Linked DNA regions of Sus scrofa: all the other regions are linked to region 3. The links are chromatin contacts, called in public promoter capture Hi-C maps. All regions are on one chromosome and are shown on one strand. Each heading gives the region's core, a stretch centred on a gene start, on an enhancer-like site or on the middle of the called end of the contact. The rest is flanking DNA. Distances are from core to core; before and after follow the strand shown. Region 1 holds the start of RERG (ras-related and estrogen-regulated growth inhibitor). Region 2 has its middle 36 kb from the start of PTPRO. Region 3 holds the start of STRAP (serine-threonine kinase receptor-associated protein).

Region 1 (2,934 bases), core at 90-2,589, 610 kb before region 3:
ATCCAAGACCTTCCATAACATGGATCTAAAAAGACATTCGTTTTCATGTTGTTGTGCAGAAATATTCTGGCTGGGTCTTGAAGCTGCCATTCACCTTTTATATGGATAGTGCTTTATTAGGACAAAAACTTCTTAGTTCCTATCACTCCTAGAGCTAAAATCACACTTAGATATTTCAGAGATTAAAGGTGTATTGATTTTTTTCCCCTAAACATAAAGATACCAAAATAACGCTTAGAATAAGAAAAAAAAAAAAAAAAAAAAAGCCAGACTCGAAATTCTGTGTTACTATTAATGCATGCATTGATTCATGCCACTTTTATGCTAATCATAAAAGCGGCCACCTTCAAGGAGCTTACAATCCCATAGATGTATGACATTTGGTTCACTAATAAGCTGATTTTTAAACTTATTTAAAAAATAATTTATGCATCATAAACCATTTTTCAGACTATTATACTTATCAAGGTCCATGCTTTCTACTTCCTCTTGGCAAAAAAAACAAAACAAAAAAACAAGCATCTTGATAAGGTATATACGATTTATAAGATAATAGTGTTTCTAACTGCTGTATTTATGGTCTCATCAAAATAAAGTGCAGGTGTTTAGGGAAGCAAAGAATCTAGTCTGGTCGTGGGAATCTAGTCTGGTCTTCCGGCTGCTACTTCCCTAGCTCTGAAATCAAGTTTTCCTGGTCTCAATATGAGGAATTCTCCCGCATTTTATCACAACGCAGCACGCACAGGGATGAGTACCGTTGTAAGAGACTCCTGGCTATGGCGTTATTCTGAAAGCAACAGGTATCCTGGAACGATAAACAAACCCATCATGGACTGCGGGTCACTTGCTTTCAACCTGGGGAGCAAACGCTGCCTAAGTCAAAAGGGCATTCTAGGTCTCAGCTCTGACCGAGGGCGCTGTCAAGCTCGGGGCACCAGCGCTTACATCTCCCTCTCGGCGACCCCCAAAGCCCTGGCTGAGAGGACCCCGTGGCCAGGAGGGCCGCCCCGGAGGCCGAGCGTTCAGGGGCTCGGAAGGGTCTTCAGGAAGTCATCCCGAAAAAGCCACCTGGGCACGTGCGTGACACTCACCTGTTCACACTCTCCAGGCCCAGAGAGCCGCGGTCCCCCTGCAAGTTCAGAATCAGTCCCCCGGGACCGCTACCCCTCCCACGCTGCGCGGCCCAATCTGTGGGTGGCGTTTCCCGGCTGCTGGGCTGCGACTGCGGGGGGCAGCGGCAGTAGCAGTAATAGCTGGCGGAGTGGCCCGGGTCTCCCCGCAACCACTCTCTCCGACTAGCGGCGGATGGACTGCGGCAGGACGCGGGCTCCGGCGGACGAGGCCGCCGGGATGCTGCAGTGTGGCGCTCGCGCGCCCCCTACTGGGGCTAGCGCTCGGCTCCTCCAGCGAAGCCGCCTCCAGGCTGGATCATTCAAAAATCAGTTTTCGAGCTGCACTCGGACAGGCTTCCCTTTTCTCCTGCTAGATTCCCGGCCTCTAGGTTCTCGTTGAAGGATCTCACTCCTTGGGTTAAAACATTTGCCTGTAAAAGGATCAGTATGTGACCTTTTCGATTCCTTACTTCAGAAGGTCCTCACAACATCCCTTAGAGGTACGTTTAACTTTCCCCATGATTCCCACGAGGAAACAGAGGATAAATCACTTGTCCAAGGCTAGTAAATGGTTGGAATAAAAATCCAGGCCGATTGGAAGCTGAGATGCTAGGAGAGACATATGTACTGCATTAAATTGAACTTCATATCTCTATACTGGAGAAAGTTCCAAAAGATTCACATTTCCCCTTACAAGATCAGCATTTATAACGTTCGAATTGAAATCACACTCAATCATCCTCAAACCTAACGAAAATGATTAATATTTGTGCTGCGCTAGACTCCCTTTCACATCTCTCATCTCATCTGATATTTACTCCCTTCATTGAGGTAGGCACTCATTAAAATTATTAGCCTTCCGTGATTTCCTATTGTGGCTCAGCAGAGAGCCCACATTGTCTCTCTGAGGTTGCAGGTTCCATCCTGGGCCTTGCTCAGTGGGTTTAAGGATCTGATGTTGCCATGGTTGTGGTAGGCCCCAGCTGCAGCTTGGATTCAACTCCTAGCCCAGAAGTCCATATGCAGCAGGTGCAGCCATTTAAAAAAAAAAAAAAAATTGCATTTCAGAGCCAAGGAGGTGAGTTTCAGGGAGATTAAAAGATTTCCCAAAACTATGAAACTTTTGATGAGAAGCACGAAACACCCATATTATTTGTTTTCCTGTGAAGCCTGGTGTTCTTAACAAGACACCCGATGGCCTCCAGAAAACCACTGCCATGTCGAATAGACTAAGTGAACAGTGGTAGGTGAACAGTCTGTGTCCCTGATGGAAGCGGTGTAACAGGGCAGGCAGTTTCCAGGACCAGCTGACCTGGAAAGCCACCAGTTGTGAGCCATGCTGAATGGAGGAGCTGTGTCTGCACAAAGCTAGGAATTAGCTCCCTGAACAGGATCTTAATATATTTACTCACCTCATGAGATATTTTACCTTAAAGGTTAAAATTATTAGTCGCATAATAATTAGATATGTTAAAATTACTTATTACATAATAAAGCTACCTTAAGTAAAAATTATTAATTGCATATTAATGACATCTTAATTCATTGTGTTTAACCATATATTTGCTTATATTTAAATTTAAATGGGTTTTTATATATCTATATAATTTTTGTTTAACCATATATTTATTTTAGTCAATGTTAATTGACTTCTTGCTGTTTAAAGAGGAGGAAATTAGCCTCTTATTATGTCTCTCATGTTCCCCTCCTTCATCTTATATTTTTACTTTTTTTTTTTTTTTTTTGTCTTTTTAGGGCTGCACCCACAGCACATGGAGGTTCCCAGGCTAGGGGTCAAATCATAGCTGTAGCTGCTGGCCTG
Region 2 (2,761 bases), core at 151-2,650, 560 kb before region 3:
GCCTGGATTATCACAGAGGTGCCTGGTCAGGCATCCCAACAACAGCTAGAATCCTGCCAACCTACCTGTAACCCATTTTGGGGGCTACTCAAAGGGTCACTTTAAAAATTTATGCTGACTGGAGTTCCCGTTGTGGAGCAGTGGTTAACGAATTCGACTAGAAACCATGAGGTTGCGGGTTCGGTCCCTGCCCTTGCTCAGTGGGTTAACGATCCGGCGTTGCTGTGAGCTGTGGTGTAGGTTGCAGACGTGGCTCGGATCCCGCGTTGTTGTGGCTCTGGCGTAGGCTGGTGGCTACAGCTCCTATTAGACCCCTAGCCTGGGAACCTTCATATGCCGCGGCAGCGGCCCAAGTAAATGGCAAAAAAGACAAAAAAAAAAAAAAAAAATATGCTGAGGTTCCTTTTGTGCTAAGTGTGCCCTTAGTCACACCCCTTTCCCTACTGTGGGTTCCCAAGCCATGATTTAGGGCTCAATTTCGTGGAGGAGATGAGTTTTGAACTGAAGGTGAGAGTAAAGTGTTTTTGTTTTTGTGTTTTGTTTTCTTTTTTTTTTTTTAGAGCTGCACCCACAGCATATGGAGGTTCCCAGGTTAGGGGTTGAATCAGAGCTGCAGCTGCCAGCCTATACCACAGCCACAGCAACACCAGATCCTTAAACCCACTGAGCGAGGCCAAGGATGGATACCTTCAGGGATATTAGTCTGGTTTGTTACCGCTGAACCGCAATGGGAACTCTGAAATTAAAGTTTTTATTTAGATTTGACTGGATGTTTTCATACCTGAAAAAAAATCATGTCCTTATAATACCTAAAAGTGACTGGAATCACCCAAGATAGAATTAGCAGGGAAAGAGAGATGAAAACAGAGAAAACAGGAAGGTAGTTGTTGGTATAAAAATATAAAACTATGTCCAAGTTGTGCCTTTAAAGTTCAGCTCATTCATTAAACTGTTTACTTGTAGGCATTTATGGCCTCTTTTCCCCATTGCTAGATTTACAAACTTGTATAAATAATATATTAATCACTAGGCACTCCCAGGGGATGGGGGGAGAGGGGAGTTTTATTTCTCTGAAAAACTAGAAAAAGAGGCCCAGGAATGAAGCTAATAATTAAGGATGCATACTCTGGATTGGGCGAAATCCTCTTTATCCCCTTTAAAGCTCACAGCACTCCTAAGGCATGTAATTGTTTTACAGTTGAGGAATTTGAAGGTCCAAGATGCTGTGTGATTTGGCACAAGTCAAAGCAATCATAAATGATGGAGTGAGCACTCAAATTTAGTTCTGACGGAACTACATTTTTGACTGAAAGGTCCTTTGCGTTCTGATACTCTATCCTGTGAAAGTAACAGCAGTTGGTAAGACCAGCCCCTGTCTGCGTCACCGACATCAGCACTCGTGGTGACGCATGCGTCCTGGCGCTTCAGACCTTGGTCCCCCTGGAATCAACACACAGCCTTGACCCAGGTCAAAGTGACTGGGACGGAAAGGCGTGTGCGTGCAGTCTGGTTTCTACTCCAAACAGCCAAGAGCGGGGCATGTGCTTGCTTACTGAACCATAAATCAATAAACTTCATAACAGTTTCCCTTAAATGGGGAAGCAGAAACTTTCTTTCATGTTTGTGGAGAAAGAGTCTTTTTAAAGTGAAATTAATGTATTCAGATTCCATCCTCATTTCTGGGGAATGGGTTCTCTCCCCTGTCAGTCCGTTTTCCTTTTCTTTTTGATCCATTGGAACAGTTCTTTTTTGACTTTTTTTTTTTTTTTTTAATGTGACTCTCCAATACCCTCTTTTACTCCCCTCTTGACAGTTCTGTGATGTTTTCTGGGAGATAGGGGTCATATTTCTTCAGAGAAATTTTGCATCCTCTCTTCCAAGATTTCTGTCTAACTTCCTTTATCCAATGGGTGCCAGGATATTTTTCTGTTTCTAAAGTATGAAATATATTTTCTGCTTTCTATTTCAATTAGTATTTATTTTTTTTTTTTTACTAATTTATGTCAATTATTTAGGCCACATTTGGTCAGGATGAATAGAACATTAGGGGGAAAAAGGAGCTTGGAAGTTTTCTAAACTATCTCGTTTAATGGATGAGGAAATAGGAGAGTCGGCTGCTATGTCCCATATTTACCCAGCTAATAAGCGGTATTACCTGGAGTACTGTGCTGAGAATGATTCTGGGAGTTTCCATCATGGCTCAGCAGAATCAAATCTGACTAGTATCCATGAGAATGCTGGTTCGATCCCTGGCTTCACCCAGTGGGTTAAGGATTGGCGTTGCCGTGAGCTGTGGTGTAAGTCTCAGACGTGGCTTGGCTCTGGTGTTGTTGTGGCTGTGGCATAGGCCACCTGCTACAGCTCCAAGTCCACCTCTAGTCTGGGAACTTCCATATGCCACAGGTGCAGCCTTAAAAAGACCAAACAAAAACAAAAAAACAAAAATGAAAACAAACAAAAAAAATGCTTCTCAGGATGATTCTGAAGTCCTCTGGAGACCTTACTGGAGAAGGTGCCATGATTTATACTAGAGCGTCTGGCATGGATGCGGCCCAGGGTGTTGCAAATATGCTCTGTCCTTTCCCTACCATGCTGCCTCCTAAAGCAGTGTTTCCTGGACTCTCCTCTACATACAGGGTAAAATGCACAGTCTGATTCAGTTAGCCTGGGGTGGGTCTTAAACTGGAGACCAGGATTAGCAGGCCAAATCCAGCCCACCGCCTCTTACTGTAAACAAGCTTTCTCTGGAATGCCTTCCACA
Region 3 (2,886 bases), core at 9-2,508:
CAATTTAAATGTCAACAGAGTGTGTGTGTGCATGTGTGTAGGAACTTGGGGTGAGGTTGGCACAGAGAAAACAAAAAAGATAGTGGAAAACATATATAGTAAGTGCTGTACTATAAATTAATGAACAAAATGCTAATGAAATAGAATGGGGAAGCACTTCAAGTCTCCATTCAAGTAATTAGACTTGAACGAAGATACATGTTTACTACAAAAAGATGAGGGAGAGGGAAACATTTGCAGACATTTGTGCTGATTAGATATGTATTGGTATGTGCCAAGACATTATGGCCTGGGATAAAGTAGTGAAAGAGACCACAAAAAAAATCTCTGGTATTTTCTGTTGACATCCTAACAAGCATTAAAGGAAAGAAATAACTTGCCCAGAAAAAGGACCCTTCTTGCTCAGGTCAGTTTTTGCATGAGCAATCAATCCATCAACAGTTCTGCTACACCACGGAGTGATATCCAAAGAGGAGAGCCTGCAGGAAGACAACACCAGTATTTCTATTTACACTGAAGTTTAAGGTTCTTCTAATATTTCTATTCTTCTCTATGCACTAATATGCAAATAACTCACAAATTATTCACTATCGCATATTTGGGGGACGGACGCAAGTTTTATTGATGTGGGTATTCATCAAAAAATTTGAGGACCATTGCTCATGGGTCTCCCAACGTCCTCAAAAGATAAACTAATTTAACTGTTTTTAGAGTCGCATAACCCTCACGTCTGAAACACTAACAATGCAAGGTTACACAGCACAAGGGGTGACTGGGAGAAAGACTTTTCTTAAGGGCCTTACTTGTAGACAATCCCAGAGGAGCTGACTATACAACTGCTAACAAAGATTGGAAAAAAAATTCTTAGACGGTGTTTGCTGGTTTGGGCCACCGCTGGAAACAATTCTGGTTGTTCAGTGTAGACGTCTAGATAGCACAGTCCAAACCACTGGACGGCTCAGTGCGTAAACCACAGATGCGGTCAGATTCGGGGTATGACTGAAGCAGGACCCGCTTCCGCACGCCCCCAACTCGACTCCAAACGGCTCAAAAACAGAAAAGCACCCCAAGCTGCTTAGAGCTCAGCGCTAGGATTTTCACCCAGTGCCTGGAACGCGGCCAAGAGCCCTGCGTAGCCAGCGTGGAGCCAGCATCACGTGCTCAACCTGAGCTGATCTCGCGCCTGCGCATTGCGGTCGCTCTCGCTCCAGTACGCCTCTTCTACCCAGCGAACCCGCCTTCCCTCCTGTTCGTCACTTCCGGCGGAGGGTTAGTGTCGTCACTTCCTGCGAGTACCGGTGTGGACGGTGGGGATCGTGGCTGCCGGTTTTCCTGTTCTCCCCCTCCCCTACTCTCCTCCCTCCCTCCCTTTCCCTCCCTCGGCGGCGGTCGACCGCCAGTCGCACACTCCCTGACCCACCCCTAACCCTTTCCTGGTTTCGGGGCCACCAGATTGGCCTTTTTCTGTTTCCCGGCCCAGCGTCAGGGCGTAGGCCTTGAGTGAGAGGCGCTGCCGCGGAGAAGAGAAAAGACGAGACGACCCTCAGCTCTCCTGCGGGATCGCTCGGCTCGCCGCCGCCATGGCAATGAGGCAAACGCCTCTCACTTGCTCCGGCCACACGCGGCCTGTGGTGGATTTGGCCTTCAGTGGCATCACGCCTTATGGCTATTTCTTAATCAGTGCTTGCAAAGGTGAGCAGGGCCGCTGGGCTCAGATGGTTGGGACTGGGCGGAAAGGGAGTGGGGCCGGCACTTCCCATTGCCGAATGGATTGCGGCTTTTGAGATTAGTGGGCTGGTAGGGCGAGTAGTGTTAAGGATTGCGCAGCTGATGCCAGGAGAAGCTTTGGTAAGTTATGCCCCCAACCAAGGCTTCTCATTTTACCTTTTTTGCTATTTCTGGATAAGCTTTACTGTGCACTTGCCCAGACGCCCCGGCCAACACCGTAAATATCTTTAAAGGATTTGGGGAATGCAGAAACTAGGCCAGGCTAAGTAACACTTTATTTTACAAAGACTTTCCACTTCTACTATTTCATTGGATATTCTTCTGTGGTATGGAATTTTTCATTTCCAATTTTCAAGTGGAAGCTGAGACTATTAAGTTTGTCCAAAATAAGGTTCACGTCTAGATTGTTTTGTTGCAGATGAATAGTCTTTCTGCCGCATTTCAAGTCCTTCCCAGAGAGAATGGCCCAGTTCTTCAGTTAATTTATTTCTGGATGTGCCTTAGTGACCCCAGTGAGTGAACAGTTAGACAACAAAAGCAGTTTTCAAGTTTGTTATTCATCACTGTTTGTTTTAAGTTCGGATCCTAGATTTTAAGTAATTTGAGCTTCTACATCACATGTTTTCTTACATATTTTTTAGATGGCAAACCTATGCTACGCCAGGGAGATACAGGAGACTGGATTGGAACGTTTTTGGGTCATAAGGGTGCTGTTTGGGGTGCAACATTGAATAAGGATGCCACCAAAGCAGCTACAGCAGCTGCAGATTTCACAGCGTAAGTGTAGCCAGAAATGGCCACCTTTACAGTTCTCTGTGAATTGTGTTCTGAAATGATCAATAATAAAAGTTCAGTAAAAGTTATTCATAAAGTTCTCATGCACTGCCTAACGTAGAGAACACATGTTGTTTTGATGTCACCAAAATTCCGCCCATATTTTATCTGCTGCTTTCTCAAAATGTTCAGAGACTTAAATGACTTAGTTCTGTATGTCTGGACTGGGACCCAGGAATCTGCATTATTAACAAGCACTTCAGATAATGAATGTTGATGGTCATGCTGGCAAATACTGCTCCACATGTTCTAGCTGAATAATACCTTATACTCCTTAACTTCTTAGTGCTTGATGCCCCACATTTTTAGCCCAGTTTCACTCTC

What was found. Promoter capture Hi-C pulls out the DNA fragments that hold promoters and counts their contacts.
Region 1: a contact with region 3 is called in a promoter capture Hi-C map of liver, with 7 times the contacts expected there. The contact joins the promoter of RERG here to the promoter of STRAP in region 3. A contact is called at or near these places in 1 of 5 promoter capture datasets (liver) and 1 of 47 Hi-C or Micro-C datasets (embryonic fibroblasts).
Region 2: a contact with region 3 is called in a promoter capture Hi-C map of liver, with 14 times the contacts expected there. The contact joins the enhancer-like site here to the promoter of STRAP in region 3. A contact is called at or near these places in 2 of 5 promoter capture datasets (fetal liver and liver), 18 of 47 Hi-C or Micro-C datasets (brain, embryonic fibroblasts, fetal heart ventricle and 11 more) and 1 of 2 datasets of contacts at active chromatin or transcription factors (alveolar macrophages).

Annotation. Positions count from the first base shown.
Region 1 is chr5:57,347,791-57,350,724 of Sscrofa11.1, reverse strand. RERG (ras-related and estrogen-regulated growth inhibitor) reads right to left here and starts at 1,339. Exons shown (of 5, transcript XM_003481681.4): 1 at 1,092-1,339.
Region 2 is chr5:57,297,595-57,300,355 of Sscrofa11.1, reverse strand. No RefSeq gene overlaps it. Among named protein-coding and RNA genes, the nearest start is that of PTPRO, 36 kb to the right of the region's middle. Within about 2 kb of position 1,400, at least 33 of the 83 cell types and tissues checked have an H3K27ac peak or open chromatin away from gene starts, as enhancers often do. A contact at or near this core is called in fetal liver, liver and mesenteric adipose tissue, where this site is marked.
Region 3 is chr5:56,735,261-56,738,146 of Sscrofa11.1, reverse strand. STRAP (serine-threonine kinase receptor-associated protein) reads left to right here and starts at 1,258. Exons shown (of 10, transcript XM_003355564.4): 1 at 1,258-1,692; 2 at 2,370-2,505. The coding sequence starts at 1,581.